Regions from separate parts of the Mus musculus genome. Here region 2 is linked to region 1. A link is a contact called in public HiChIP or PLAC-seq data. All regions are on one chromosome and are shown on one strand. Each heading gives the region's core, a stretch centred on a gene start, on an enhancer-like site or on the middle of the called end of the contact. The rest is flanking DNA. Distances are from core to core; before and after follow the strand shown.

Evidence for each region. HiChIP or PLAC-seq counts read pairs in DNA pulled down with a chosen protein or histone mark.
Region 2: a contact with region 1 is called in an HNF4G HiChIP or PLAC-seq map of pancreatic cancer cells. The contact joins the promoter of Apon here to the promoter of Cdk2 in region 1. A contact is called at or near these places in 3 of 39 promoter capture datasets (the C10 cell line, cranial neural crest and pre-B cells), 2 of 115 datasets of contacts at active chromatin or transcription factors (bone marrow-derived macrophages and pancreatic cancer cells) and 1 of 9 other capture datasets (liver).

The regions. Positions count from the first base shown.
Region 1 is chr10:128,702,739-128,709,688 of GRCm38.p6, forward strand. Cdk2 (cyclin-dependent kinase 2) reads right to left here and starts at 2,313. Exons shown (of 8, transcript NM_183417.3): 1 at 1,974-2,313; 2 at 1,188-1,265; 3 at 969-1,089. The coding sequence starts at 2,089. It overlaps Pmel (premelanosome protein), which reads left to right and starts at 3,520. Exons shown (of 11, transcript NM_021882.4): 1 at 3,520-3,620. The coding sequence starts at 3,548.
Region 2 is chr10:128,250,013-128,256,813 of GRCm38.p6, forward strand. Apon (apolipoprotein N) reads left to right here and starts at 4,119. Exons shown (of 2, transcript NM_133996.3): 1 at 4,119-4,269; 2 at 4,423-5,889. The coding sequence starts at 4,443. The coding sequence ends at 5,198. Timeless (timeless circadian clock 1) reads left to right here. Exons shown (of 29, transcript NM_001164081.1): 23 at 1-98; 24 at 273-450; 25 at 534-602; 26 at 682-800; 27 at 1,658-1,871; 28 at 1,981-2,076; 29 at 2,180-2,929. The coding sequence ends at 2,244.

The DNA of each region.
Region 1 (6,950 bases), core at 1,063-3,562:
TTCTTTATTTAGAGGGGGCAGGGGCATGCCACAGCGCATGTGTGGAAGTCAGAGGACAATTTGCAGAAGTTCCGTTTTCTTCTTGTGTGGAACCTGGGGGTGGAGTTCAGGCCATCAGGTCATCAGGCTTGGAGGCAGGCTCTTTTACCTGCTGAGCTATCTTGTCAGCCCTGTTTGTTTTTAAAGATATTATTGTCTTCCTGGCCTAGAACTTTGTAGCTTGGCTTCCTCTGTACTTACACACATCCTTCTGCCTCAGCCTACCAAGTGTTAGGATTACAAGCACGAACCAACACACATAAGTACAACACAACCACACATTTAACAACAATGTCTTTCCACTGAATTTTCAGCCTGCCAAGGATATATAGACCAGATACTACTCAAGTTTTGCCTTCCTTTCAATACCCTGTGGCTAGCGCATTGACGGTGCTGAACTGTGTGTCGAATATGTACTTGCTGATACATTCAAAGTAGTTCTAGGAGTGGGCCCAGCTCAAAAACAGACAACAGAGACTCACTGGTTACATTTCCCATATCACAGGTAAAAGAATTTTTTCAAGGAACCCACCACCACCACTGCCCTCAATATCCTTTATCTGAGCCAAGCAGTGGTGGCGCAAGCCTTTAATCCCAGCACTTGGGAGGCAGGTGGATTTCTGAGTTCGAGGCTAGCCTGGTCTACAGAGTGAGTTCCCAAACAGCTAAGGCTATACAGAGAAACGGGGGGTGGGGGGGGGGTGGGGGGTGTCCTTTATCTGAGTGTTATCTGATCTCCTTCCACCTGAGCTGCCGGCTCATAGAAGCTCCTCAATTTTGATTCTTCTGTCCATCCTAGGGTTAATGACTAATGAGTAGGAGAAGGTGGAGTGTCTGAAGTCTGAGAAAAAGCCAAAATAAATTACCAGACTGAATTACCTGCCTCTAGTTTTCCCTAAAATTTGTGGGCTGTCACTGAACAGGGTTACCTTGATGAGGGGAAGAGGAATGCCCGTGAGAGCAGAGGCATCCATGAATTTCTTGAGGTCCTGGTGCAGAAATTCAAAAACCAGATAAAGCTTATTTTCTGTGTGGATGACATCCAGCAGCCTGCAAGAGAAGGTCCAGGAAATGGAGTTGAAGGAGAGAAATTCTGAGGCTAAGCAAGCAGAATTCGTCATAGTGATCATCTCTCAGAGCAGACTTACTTGACGATATTAGGGTGATTAAGTTCCTTAAGGAGAGAGATCTCTCGGATGGCAGTACTGGGTACACCTTCAGTCTCACTTGGAGAGGTTGGGAAAACAGAGACAAGAATACGGTTACAAACATCATTCTCTCAGGGATACACAACCCCCAGCCCCCTTAGGAAGGCAGACAGGAGAGGTGCTGTGAGGAGTTAATTTCTGGGTAGTTAGGGTGTGGCTTTTAGACATATTTAAGGCCATTATTTCCTCTTTTTCCAGTGAAAGGTAAGAAGAGCCTCCAGGTGAATGAAAAGCAGAAGAAAGGTAATAGGGGAGTGGGGTGAGAGTAGCTCCCGGCCTCCCCTGAGGGCCAGTGAATCTCAACTGCCATTCTTTTGAAAGAGAGTGAGGGTTCTAAGTATGGTGCTGGAGCAGTGAGGAGAGCTCTCCATTCAGAAAGGAACTTTTCTCTGGTTACCACATAACCCAACTCCACGAACAGCCCTGGACCCCTCCTATCCCGGGCTCCCACCCCACAACTTTCTCTTCCCAAGTCTCTCGGCTAGCAGATTTGGGAGCACACCGGCTGGAGCACTGCAAGAAACTTTCCCCTGGATTCCAGCCCCGGACAGTCTCCTCCGGTAGAGCCTCCACGGTCGGCCAACCCACCGCTCGCTTCACGCGTCCCTCCCTCCCTCCCCGCTACCTTCCGGTCCGGGGACGCTACCCGCCTGTTGGGGTAGGGGGTTGGGAGGGGGACAGCCAAGAGGTCCGGGCAAAGGAGTTCCGGCTCCGGAGGCCACTCACGTGTCGAGCCGGATCTTCTTAAGCGCCACAACTTCTCCCGTCAACTTGTTTTTGGCTTTGTACACCACTCCGTACGTGCCCTCTCCAATCTTCTCCACCTTTTGGAAGTTCTCCATGGAGCGCTAGTGAGGCGGCTCAGGCCCCCGGGAGCGGGGCCCGGGAACCCTGACGAAAGCGGGCCCGACACTCGGAGCGGAGGACCTGGGGGACCCCGGGTGAGCACGGCAGTCCCAGCTCGGGATGGAACGCAAGGAGAGCTCAGCCCTTGACAATTTGTCCAACTTGAAACAATGTTGCCGCCTCCCCCACTGCTCCAGACGGCCATCCGAGACCCCGCCCCTCCTTCCCGCGTTTCCCTGGCCCCGCCCCCCGCCCTTCCGATTGGTTCACGTCACGAGGGCGGACCGGACCATCGCGCTCCCGCCTCAGAGGCCCCGCCCTGGGCGGGCGAGCCGCGGGGCAGCTGCACAACTTTCCCGCAGTTCCTGGTTTAGGCTCCGCAGGCCGGAACTGGTGGTGTTTCTGGTCTACGGATTTCCTTACCTTTCCCTCACAATTTTCACCACCCCTTGGGTGAGATTAAAATTCCACCTGGACAAGAGAGTCTCTTTTAAAAAGCAAAACCTGGGAATCTTTAAAAGAAAAAGAATAATGTATTTTATTTTAAATGGTGTGTGGGTCTGTGTGTCTGCATTTAAGTTTTCACAGAAGCAGCAGGTGCCCTGGAGCTGAGGTTCTAGGCGGTCGTGAGCCTAACTTGGGTGCTGGAGCTGAACTCTGGTCTTCTGCAAGAGCGGCTTGCGCTCTTAACAGCGGTGCTGTTTCTCCAGCACTCTCGCCTGCTTTTTGGAAACATCTCATAATGCAGCCCTTGTTGGCTGGAATGCGTTCAAAAGTCCAGGTTGTCTTCGAACTCACAGAGATCCGTTTGTCTCGGTCTCCATGTGGGGCACAAAATCCGGTCTCTCTCTCTCTCTCTCTCCCACACACACTCCCTCCTTCTCGCCTCCCTCCGCTTTCTTTTTATTTTTCTGAGACAAGGTTTCTCTGTGTAATCTTGGCTGTCCTGGAACTCTAGTCCAGGCTGGAAAATCGGGACTCTTATTGTAAAGGATTCTTTGGCTAGATAATAGAGTCGTTTCTCAGCCTAGCTTAATACTGTCTCACTGTTTCGGGGTTCATTGGCTGCCTGTGTTGTTTTATTGCTGGCAATCTACCCTCCCAGCCCCTTCTGGATGCTTTTGGATAAAGGTGCTGTTTCTGTCTTAAGGATCTCTTGGTTTGACACAATTCTCTTCACTCTGTCTTGCTGAATTGTGACTGTTAAGTATGTGAATTGAGGCTGCCCATCAGTGAACTCTTTCCAGAATAAGTGTGTCAGTGAATGTGACCCAGCGAAACCAGAAACTGTCATTGAGCTGTGTGGGATGAAATCAGTTCTGGCCCTTTCCTTCTTCCCAGGTTTCCCCTCCTCTGGAGGGAGAGGAGGAAGGCCTATGCAAATGACCATCCCTTTCTATATAGGGGCTCGCTCCCACCCCCTGGTACCTTTGGCTGCTGGCAAGAGGACCACTATGGGTGTCCAGAGAAGGAGCTTCCTTCCCGTGCTTGTGCTGAGTGCTCTGCTGGCTGTGGGGGCCCTAGAAGGTGAGTGTGGGTGGGTGGTCAGGAGCAAGTGCTATTAGCAATTGAACACCAGCTCTGGGTTTCCCCCTTCTAATCAGACAAGTCAAAATACTTTAGGCTTGTCCTATTTGATTTTAGTGAAGATATGGTTTTGTTTGGTTTTTTTATTTGTTCAAGACAAGGTCCAGTGTAGCCCAGGCTAGCCTCAGATTCACTGTGTACCCACGGATGAACTCAAACTCCTCATCTACCTCCTAAGTACATACTTAAACCGTTGTGCCCAGCTTTAGATGTGAACCTTAGGATCAAGCATAGAGGTATCCCTATCTGATGCAGGGGGCAGAAGGCATGGCACTAATTCTGAGGCTGCTTGGAGCACTCAGCGAAATAGGGGCTCCAAGGAGGTGACATGGTGACATGTCCATGGTGACATGGAGATCCTTTGGGTAATATCTTAAATGCAGTGATAGGAGATGTAAAGTAGAGAGAAAAAGAGTAGGGTATTCAGGAAGGCCAAACTGACAGACCACCTCTGCATCAGGGGTGCGGATGGATGAATGTATCCCAGGCTTGTCTCAGAAGGGTCTCAGCTGAGCATCACATGAAAGGACTCTGGGGGATTGAGACCTCGTGACAGGAGCAAGAGGAGGGAGTTAAGGATGGCGAGAGGGTCTGGAATGTCCCGTGCTGCTGAGGAGGGAGAGTGGGCAGTCAAAAAGAATGGTGCGTCTTATGACTGTTCTTGCTTCAGTGGTCAAGCGCTCCCTGAGATGAACATAGAACAGCCCCCCCCCTCCCCCCTCCCAGCAGAACCCTGGGCTTCCTGTGGACGTTAGAATTGGGTTAAGGACACTTCTCTGTGCTGTAATATATTATATATATATTACATACATACACATTATATATATCTGGTTTCTTCACTTGTACTATAATTTCTCTTTTCTTTTCATTACTTTTCTGAGATGTTGTTTGCGATGTTCTGTTCATACCCACACATCTGAGTGAGGCCCTTAAGATACTCTGCTTGCATTTCACACACTGACTTTAGTTTTTGTTTGGGGGCTGTCCCCCCACCACTACCATGTGAGTCTGGGGAACAAACTCAGGTTGTCAGGCTGGGCAGAAAGCCTCTTTACCCCATAAGCCACCTCACTTGTCCAAGAGTTTCTTCTAAATACATATTTTAGACAAAAACAGCAACCAAGAAGGATAGAGCAAATGTGTCCAAATGTTGGTGGATTTTGGATTTGGGTGAAGGGATGTGGACATCCATTTTATTCCTTTCTTTTCAGACATCTGTTTTAGCTCTGGTCTCCCAACGTAACCCCAGCTGGCGTCCAACAACTTGCAGTGATTTTCTTTTTTCTTCTTCTTCTTCTTCTTCTTCTTCTTCTTTTTTTTTTTTTTTTTTTTTTCCAGTCAGGGTTTCTCTGTGTAGCCCTGGCTGTCCTGGAACTCACTCTGTAGACCAGGCTGGCCTCGAACTCAGAAATCCACCTGCCTGCTTCTGCCTTCCTAGTGCTGGGATTAAAGGCGTGCGCCACCACACCTGGCTCTTCTTCTTCGGAGTGCTGGGACTACAGATGTGACACACTGTACCCAATTAAATTATAATAATTATATCTGCTTTGTCCCCCACCTCCAACCTGTACAGGCTTCTTCTCAATCGACCCTCCTCTCTCTCCTCCTCCTCCTCCCCCTACAGCTGCCCCTCTTCCTCATTCCCCTCCTCCATTTTCTGAGACAGGGCACGCTGCTCTGGGATACACTCTGTAGTCCATGCTGTCAAGCTCATGGTGTTCTATGCTGGTGACTCCTGAGTACATCATGCCTTGATGCCACAGTGGCCTTTCCATCATGTTAAAAAAAAAAAAAAAAAAAGGCCGGGCGTGGTGGCGCACGCCTTTAATCCCAGCACTCGGGAGGCAGAGGCAGGCGGATTTCTGAATTCCAGGACAGCCTGGTCTACAAAATTAGCTCCTCAGTGGCTATTCTTGTAGAATACCCATGTTCAATCCCCAGCACACACACATGCAGCTCACAACTGTTTGTAACTCCAGACCTAGGAGATCAAACATTCTCTGCTGATCTCGGGGGTCACTAAGTGTGTGCTTTGGTGCACAGACATACATACATACAGACAATAGACTCTCTCTCTCTCTCACACACACACACAAACAATAAAAAATATTCTTTTCTTTTTGTTTGACAGTATTTCTCTGTGTAAAAGGCATGCACCACCAGCATCCAGCAATAATGAATATTCTTTTAAAAATTATCTGAGCAGGCCATGGTGGTTTGCCTTTAATCCCAGCACTCAGGAAGTAGAAGCAGGTAAACCTCTGAGTTCAAGGCCAGCCTGGTCTACAGAGCTCCAGAACAGTGAGGGATACAGAGAAACCCTGTCCAAAAAAATATATATATATATAACAAAAAAAATAAGATGAATCTGAAGGATGGGATGGGGATAGAGCTTAGCTGGTAGAGAGTTGGTCGAATACACACAAATCCCAGGTTCTGGTCCTAATGTCTTTCTAGCACATACCTAAGCCTAGCATTTAGACAGTAAAAACGGGAAGATTGGGACTTAAGGGTCATTATCTACTACAATGAAAGTTTGAAGCTAACCTGGGATGCAGAGATAGAGAAGGAGTGGGAGCTGAAGGGCAGATTTTATGGTGATTATGGGCCAGTTTAGAAACGAAGCCATGCATTCCAGGCTGCCTGGTGGCACACACCTTTAATCCCAGCTTTTGGGAAGCAGAGGCAGATGAATCGTCTCTGTGAGTTTGAGGCTAACTTGGTCTTCATAGAAAATTATAGGCCAGCAAGAGAAAATAAAAACAAACAAACAAACAACCCTCTCCCCACCCCCAGCAGTCAGGCACAGTGTCATGGGCCTAGAATCCCAGATTGAGGCAAGAAAATCACCTGAGCCCAGAAATGTAAGACTAGTCTATGCAACAACATATAAAGTCTTCATCTCAAACAACAGGCTGTTATATAGTTCAGTGATAGAGTGCTTCTCTAGCACTTACAAAGCTCCGCATTAGAGTCTAAATACCACCCCAAGCAAAATAAAACACCAAACAACAACAACAGAAACAGAGAGGAGGGTGTCTTAGGTTACTATTGCTGGGATGAAACACCATGACCAAAAGCAACTTGGGAGGAAAGGACTTATTCAGCTTATAATCCAACATCACTGTTCGTCACTGAAATAAGTCAGGACAGAAACCTGAAGGCAGGAGCTGATGCAGAGGCCATGGAGGGGTGCAGCTTACTAGCTTGCTCATTATGGGTTGCTCAGCCTGCTTTCTGATAGAACCCAGGTCCACCAGCCCACAATTG
Region 2 (6,801 bases), core at 2,869-5,368, 450 kb before region 1:
GGGCTCGAGTAGTGGACAAACTGTTGGCCCTGGGGTTGGTGTCTGAGCGGAGGCAGCTATACAAGAAACGGAGAAAGAAGCTGGCGCCTTCTTGCATGGTAACCATCTTGTCTTGGCTCTTCCAGCCTAGGCCTCACCCCACAAAGCACTGTAGGACTCCTCCTGCCTCAGGCTGTTCAGACCGGGCCCTTCCATGGGTGTACAGAAACCAGAAGCCCACTAAGGCCCCCCTGAGGCCATTTTCTCATCCGTGTGTCTGTAATGAATTCCAGCAGAATGGAGAAAAGTCCCCGAGAGACCCCTGGCAGGAAGATCCGGAAGAGGAAGACGAACACTTGCCAGAGGACGAAAGTGAAGATGAGGAGAGTGAGGAAGGCTTGCCATCAGGACAGGGTCAGGGCAGCTCATCTCTCTCTGCTGAAAACCTCGGTGAGAGCCTTCGTCAGGAAGGTAAGGACTTGAGTTGGGAGAGATGTCAAAGGTGGAGGGGTAGCAAGGGAAGGAGATCACGTACAAGTTTCCCCTCTGCCCAGGCCTCTCTGCTCCCCTCCTGTGGCTCCAGAGCTCCCTGATCCGAGCAGCAAATGACCGAGAAGAGGATGGTAAGCACTGGACACTGGGTGGCCTGGGCCTGGTGTGATCCAGAGCAGTTCCTCTGCCACATTGTCACCGTGTCTGCAGGCTGCTCCCAGGCAATCCCTCTGGTGCCTCTGACAGAGGAAAATGAGGAAGCAATGGAGAACGAACAGTTTCAGCATCTGCTACGCAAGCTAGGGATCCGGCCGCCCAGCTCAGGGCAGGTGAGTGTCAGAGCGAGCGAGCGGGACCGTGTCAGCCCTGGAGCTCGCTCTGGTCCTCCTCAGAGGACACCGTGTTGTTGCCCAGATCCTCCCTGCTGCCTTGCCTTTGCCTCCCAAGGTTCCCAAGTCAGGTCTCTTACTCAAGTCTCTCTCCCCTTTAGCCTCCCCTTCCCTAAATGGTGTTCTACACTGCCCCCTTGTCTGTCTGCAGCACTGATGGTTCTGTGTGCCGCAGCCTCCTGGAGGCATGTCTGTCTTTGCGTGGCCATCCAGCCACATCTGCTTTACACCACAGCCAACCCCGACTGCTTTCCACCCTGCACATGGCAGGTCTGTTCATGCATGACCAGTTGATCTGCCCAGTCCTATTGGAAGGCTGCAGCCACACATCCAAGGTCCACACACACAGACATGTGCACACCCCCACATACCTTCTTCCTCTTGACCCTCAACCAGCCTTCAAGGGTCAGCTCAGAACTTGCACAGAGAGGCAATCTTACTGCCTGTCTGACCCAGGAAGTGGGAATAGTTGCTCGGGCGCCCAGTCCAGTGGCGCTTTAACATCTTGCCCGGCCGCTCCCCTCGCGCCCCCATTGACTCTGAGTGTGGATCTCACAGGCTAACTTTTTACATGGCCCAGATCCTTCCCTGTATTCATTGCTAATAGCTGTATTCACAGTGAATGTGACCTGGTGTAGCACTGAGCTAGGTGCTGGGTGTAAGTCCAATTCACAACTCCTGTGGGTCATTCCTGGTTGGGGGGGGGGGTCATGCTTACTCAATGACTGATAGAGCAGAAGAGTGGCCAGAAAGGCCGGTCCTCCCTGGCAGCGATCTCACCTGCTGTGTACCTGTAGGAAACCTTCTGGAGAATTCCAGCCAAACTGAGCTCCACCCAGCTTCGGAGGGTGGCTGCTTCTTTGAGTCAGCAAGAAAACGAGGAGGAAAGGGAAGAGGAGCCAGAGCCAGGAGTCCCCGGAGAGCAGGGTCCCAGTGAGGAGCACCGGACAGAAGCCCTGAGAGCCCTTCTGTCAGCCCGTAAGAGGAAAGCAGGCCTGGGGCCTACAGAAGGTAAAGTGCCATGGCCCCCGCTTGGTGACTTACTCTGTGCCACCGTGTGGCGTGAGGGCTGTTGAGACGATGCAGGGCCGGTTCCCGACTGTGTCTTACATCACTGCAGAGGAGGCCACTGGGGAGGAAGAATGGAACTCAGCGCCCAAGAAGCGGCAACTGCTGGACAGCGACGAAGAGGAAGATGATGAGGGGAGGAGGCAAGGTAGGGACTCTTGTCTTCAGTGGAGACACTGGCCATTTGCCTTATCCTTTTACATACTTAGATGCTTTCCATTTCTGTCTCTTACCTGTCATTCCCATGGCAGCAGTGTCGGGAACGCCAAGAGTCCACAGGAAGAAACGGTTTCAGATTGAGGATGAGGATGACTGAAAGCCAGATGTGTTTGACCGATGTGAGTTGGAGGCACAAAAGCTACTTTTGCCTGCGTTGGAAGCAATCTTCTCTACATTGACAGCCCAGGAATTTTAGGCAGCAGTGTTGGGTGGAGTCTTTGCGGTCAGTCCTTGCCCCAGGTTCATCAGCGTGCACAGCCGGTCTCTGGGTCCGTCTCGTAGCAAATGAAGAGTGGCGAAAGGTTCAAGGTGGCTTGTCCTCCTCTAAGGACTGCGTCTTGGCTTCTGACGGGGAGCTTTATAACCCAGCACGGTTGTTCATTCTGTCCTCACAAAGCACTGGATTGCTCCCATTTTCTTTCTTTCATCCCAGGACACATGATTGAACCCGTTTCTACAGTTGAGGGAGAGCTGGGATGCACCACTCTCAAGCTGACAAGCATCCCTGATTTGTGTTTCATATTAAATGTGTACAATTAACAGTTGCTCATCTCAGAGCGGCCAGCCAGCCATCTGTTGTGTCTTCGGAAGAACTTTTAAGAGTAAAATTAAAAGACATGTCCTGAACTGAGCTTGGTAGTGTGAGCTAATCCCATCGTGTGGGAGACAGAGGCAAGAGAATTGCCATGAGGGAGAGGAAAGAGTCATATAGCCCTACGCGTGGGCCAATAAATGTAATTTAAAAAATCAGCTTGATAATAAATATAATTTTTAAAAAAAGAGACTTTTGTTGTCTTCCTCCTCCTCTTCCTTCTCCTCCTCCTCTTCCTCTTCTTCCTCCTCTTCCTCTTCTTCCTCTTATCCACAAGTAACAAGATGCTTCATCTTGCTGACCACAGGGTACATGCCTGTTGGTTCAGCTCCTCATGAGGCTTTGATAAAATCTCAAAAAAAATCCCTTTTACCCACGAGTCTGAGACTGTGTCTTGAAACAAAACAGGTATGGTGGTGGCTCATGCCTATAATCCCAGCACTCTGGAGACTAAAGCAAGAATACTTAGACTATATAGGAAGTTAGGCCAGCTTAGGTTATAAAGTGTCCAAAAAAATTAGAAGGCAGCCAGAAGAGTGATGGTAGCTCATACCTTTAATCTCAGCACTTGGAGGCAGAGGCCTTGTGTTCAAGGCCAGCCTGGTCTACCTAGCTCCAGGGCAGCCAGGACTATCTCAACAAAAAAGTAAATAGGGGTTGGAGAGATGGTTCAGTGGTTAAGAACATGTAAGACTCTCTCCAAAGGAGTAGAATTTTTAGTCCTTGCAACCATGTCAGGTGGCTTACAACTGGCTGTAACTCCAGCTCATCTGGCCTCTGTGGGCATTCGCCTTGAATCCCAGCACTTAAAAGGCAGACACAGGCATATCTCTGAGTTTGAGGCCAGCCTGGTCTACAGATTGAGTTCTAGGACAGCCAGGGCTACAAAGAGAAAGCCTGTCTTGAAACAACAACCACAAAAACCTTACCAAACAAACAAAAAAAACAATAAAGGTAAAAACTCAAAAGACTGCTCTGGTAATAACTTGATTTGATTTGCTGTAGGTTCTATTTTTCAAATTTTTTGATTGGGAAATCTTTAAAGTAAACATGACACATGGACTGGGAATGTAGCCCAGTTGGTAATGTGCTTGCCTAACATGCATAAATCCTTGGAGTTGATTCCCAGTACCACGGCAACTGCACCTGGTTGCAGATTCCCATAAATCCCCGTACTGGGGTTATAGTGGCAGAAGGATCAGAATCCAAGGTCATCCTTGGCTAACTAGTTGAATTCCAAGCCAGCTAGGGCTACAGAAGGCCCAGTCTCAAAAGAGAACAAACTTTCCACTGCCTAGAGGCTACAGAGACTGGACTATGGTCTAGGGACCGCCTAGCCACAAAGGAGGAGCCTTGCCTGTCAGGATGGGGCAATAGCTGGTCAGATAAAGTCTACCCAAAGAGAGGTGGTAAATACTTGTTTCCAGTCATCACCTACAAGAAGTTAACCTCTGGAAGGTAGCCGCTCCAACTAGGGACCTACTGAGTGAGACAGAGAACCACTTCATTCCTCTGCTGCTTGCCAGACAGGTGAGGGTAACAGCCTCTAAGAGGCCCCCTCTTATGTCCAGGGAAACTGAAGTCTCTAATGACCAGGACTCTACCAAACTCTGACCATTCTTGGTGCCTGTTCCTGTTGAATATTTGCGCCCTCCTCACCTGAGCTCTGCTCCTTCACAACAGGGCTGTCCTGTGGACCCACCATGATCCAGGCTGCATTGCTTCTTGGCTGTATCTTACTGTCCCCGGTGACCGCCTTTCCGTGGAAGACGCAGAATGGCAGCCTGCCAGCCGTCACAAGAACTGAACCCACATCAAATGTGCTCCCCAACAAGATTCCTCCTCCAACCCCCATTACCTGTCGGGACCTCTTGTACACGGTGCTCCCCGCTGCTCCTCTGTCTGAGTTCTTGTCCCTCTTAGCCCTGAGAGTTGTCCTGGAAAACATTGGCTGCCCTGCCGAGGCCTACAGTCTGCAGCTTCGGATCAGTGAAATGGGAGGAAAAGACAGCGCGGAAACCCTGGTCCTCCAGAGTCAAAAGAGTAGCCAGGAGGAAGGGATCGGCAACAATGAAGTCATTCTGAGGCATCTGGTGCCATCCCCTGGGGATATGAGGAGGGTCCGGCGCTCAGTTACCCTGCCTGAGGCGTGCACCTATGAACCCGGGTGGGTGTTGTACGATATGGCCCAGGTGCTGCTGGAGACGGCGAACAAGCTCCCTCCTATTGACCTAGTAAGAGAGTTCAAGGCCTCTGTAGTCAATGTCACCCAGCACTGTACCATGGAGTCTTGGGAAAGTATGAATGAAGTAGCCAGGAGGCTGATGAGTAGCCCAGAACTTAAAGACGCCAAGATTCCCGTTGAAGATCGAGTATACCTCGTTGCTCAGCTTGCAGTCGTTTTAAAGCGTATTTTTGTGAACCTTGTGTGGGAATATTTTCAGACCTATTTTGGATAGACACGGCCTCCTAGGCATGGAATGAACTTTCTCATAGCCCTTTAGTAGGTGTGCACACAGCAGCTGCCCACGGTGTGTAGCTAGACGCTGGCTGCATTTTACAAATTCATACATTGTCTTCCTTTGATCCTAATGTGTGAAGACACTTGATATGACTTCAGTCTTTCAGTTTCTAAATGCTATGGGTATTGCAATTTCCCTCTTTAATACTTTTTAATTCCTTGCTTAATGCTTTTTAATTTCCCAGCTGAATTCTGGGCCTTGGTTGTATTCATATTGTTTTGGGATATTAAGGAAAGGAAGGTTTGTTGTTTTGTTTTGTTTTGTTTTTGAGACAGGGTCTGCCTGGGTAACTCTGTCTATCTTGGAACTCAGAGATCCACCTGCCTTTGCCTCCACCTGCTGAGATTAAAGGTGTGCACCACCATGTCTGTATTTGTTCTGGTATTTTGAGATTGTCTTGCTTTGTGGCCATTGCCCTTACTATATAGCCCAGGCCAGCCTCAAATTTATGGGACTCCTACTTCAGCTTTCCAAGTGCTAGAATTATAGACCTGTGCCCTCACTTCTGTTTTTGTAGTGTTGGGGTTGAACCCAGGGACTCAGGAATACTAGACAAGCCGTTCACCACTAAGCCTACTTCTGTTAATTCTTAAACTGATGAGACAAATAAAAAGCTGCTTCTATGTTGAACTCACTGATTTGGGAGCTTTAAGGAAGTTTAATATAAATTCATAGCTCCAGCTGGCCCAGAACTCAGTACAAAATTCATGCTAGCCTTGAGCTTGGAGTGGTCCTCTTGCCTCGGGCTGAAACGTTCTTGCCTGACTTCCAGGATTTCTCGACTGGGTTTCTGTGGTTCCTTCTGTACCTAGAGAGGGCTGTGCGGGGGGGACACAGAGCACATTCCAATGTCTTGAGCCAAAGATTTGAGCAATGCGTTCAAATGGGCACATTCTTGTAGAGAAACAGCCATTTCACATATTCATGGGACTGGGGGCTAGATAGGGTCCACACCTCTTCGAGCTGTCTCAGCTCTCGCCAGTGGGACCGCACAGGACTCTGGGGATTCCTGTCACCTATGGAAGTGGAGCAGTGTAGTGATGGACACACACCAAGTCAAACAGTTGTCATTCCCGTTTCCTTTTTAATTTTTTTATTGTATTTATTATTAATAGAGTGTGTGACGATGTGTGTGAACATGTGGTTGTATGGGCCGGCACTCCTGAGCCACAGAACACGAGGAGGTCAGGGGTGTGTGCAAGTCAGAGGACCGCAGTCATGAGTCACTGTTCTCATTCCCTGTGGGTTCTAGTGACTACACCTCCGTCCCCAGGAGTGACGGAGGCACTTTTACCTACTGAGTCATCTTGGCCACCCCCAACTCTCACTTCTTGGGCCTAGCTTAAAAGGAACAAAAGCCGAGGGTTGATGGTTGAGATATTGTACCAGACTACCATCTGAGCCAAATTGCTGCAGACCCTGCTTGCAAAGGACCACCATAGCTGGGCTTATTGATGGCTGACCTTTCCTGACAGGAGAGACAGAAAAGGTCACAGGCCCTCATCTGAGTATCTAGCCACTCCTCCCAGACAATTACAGG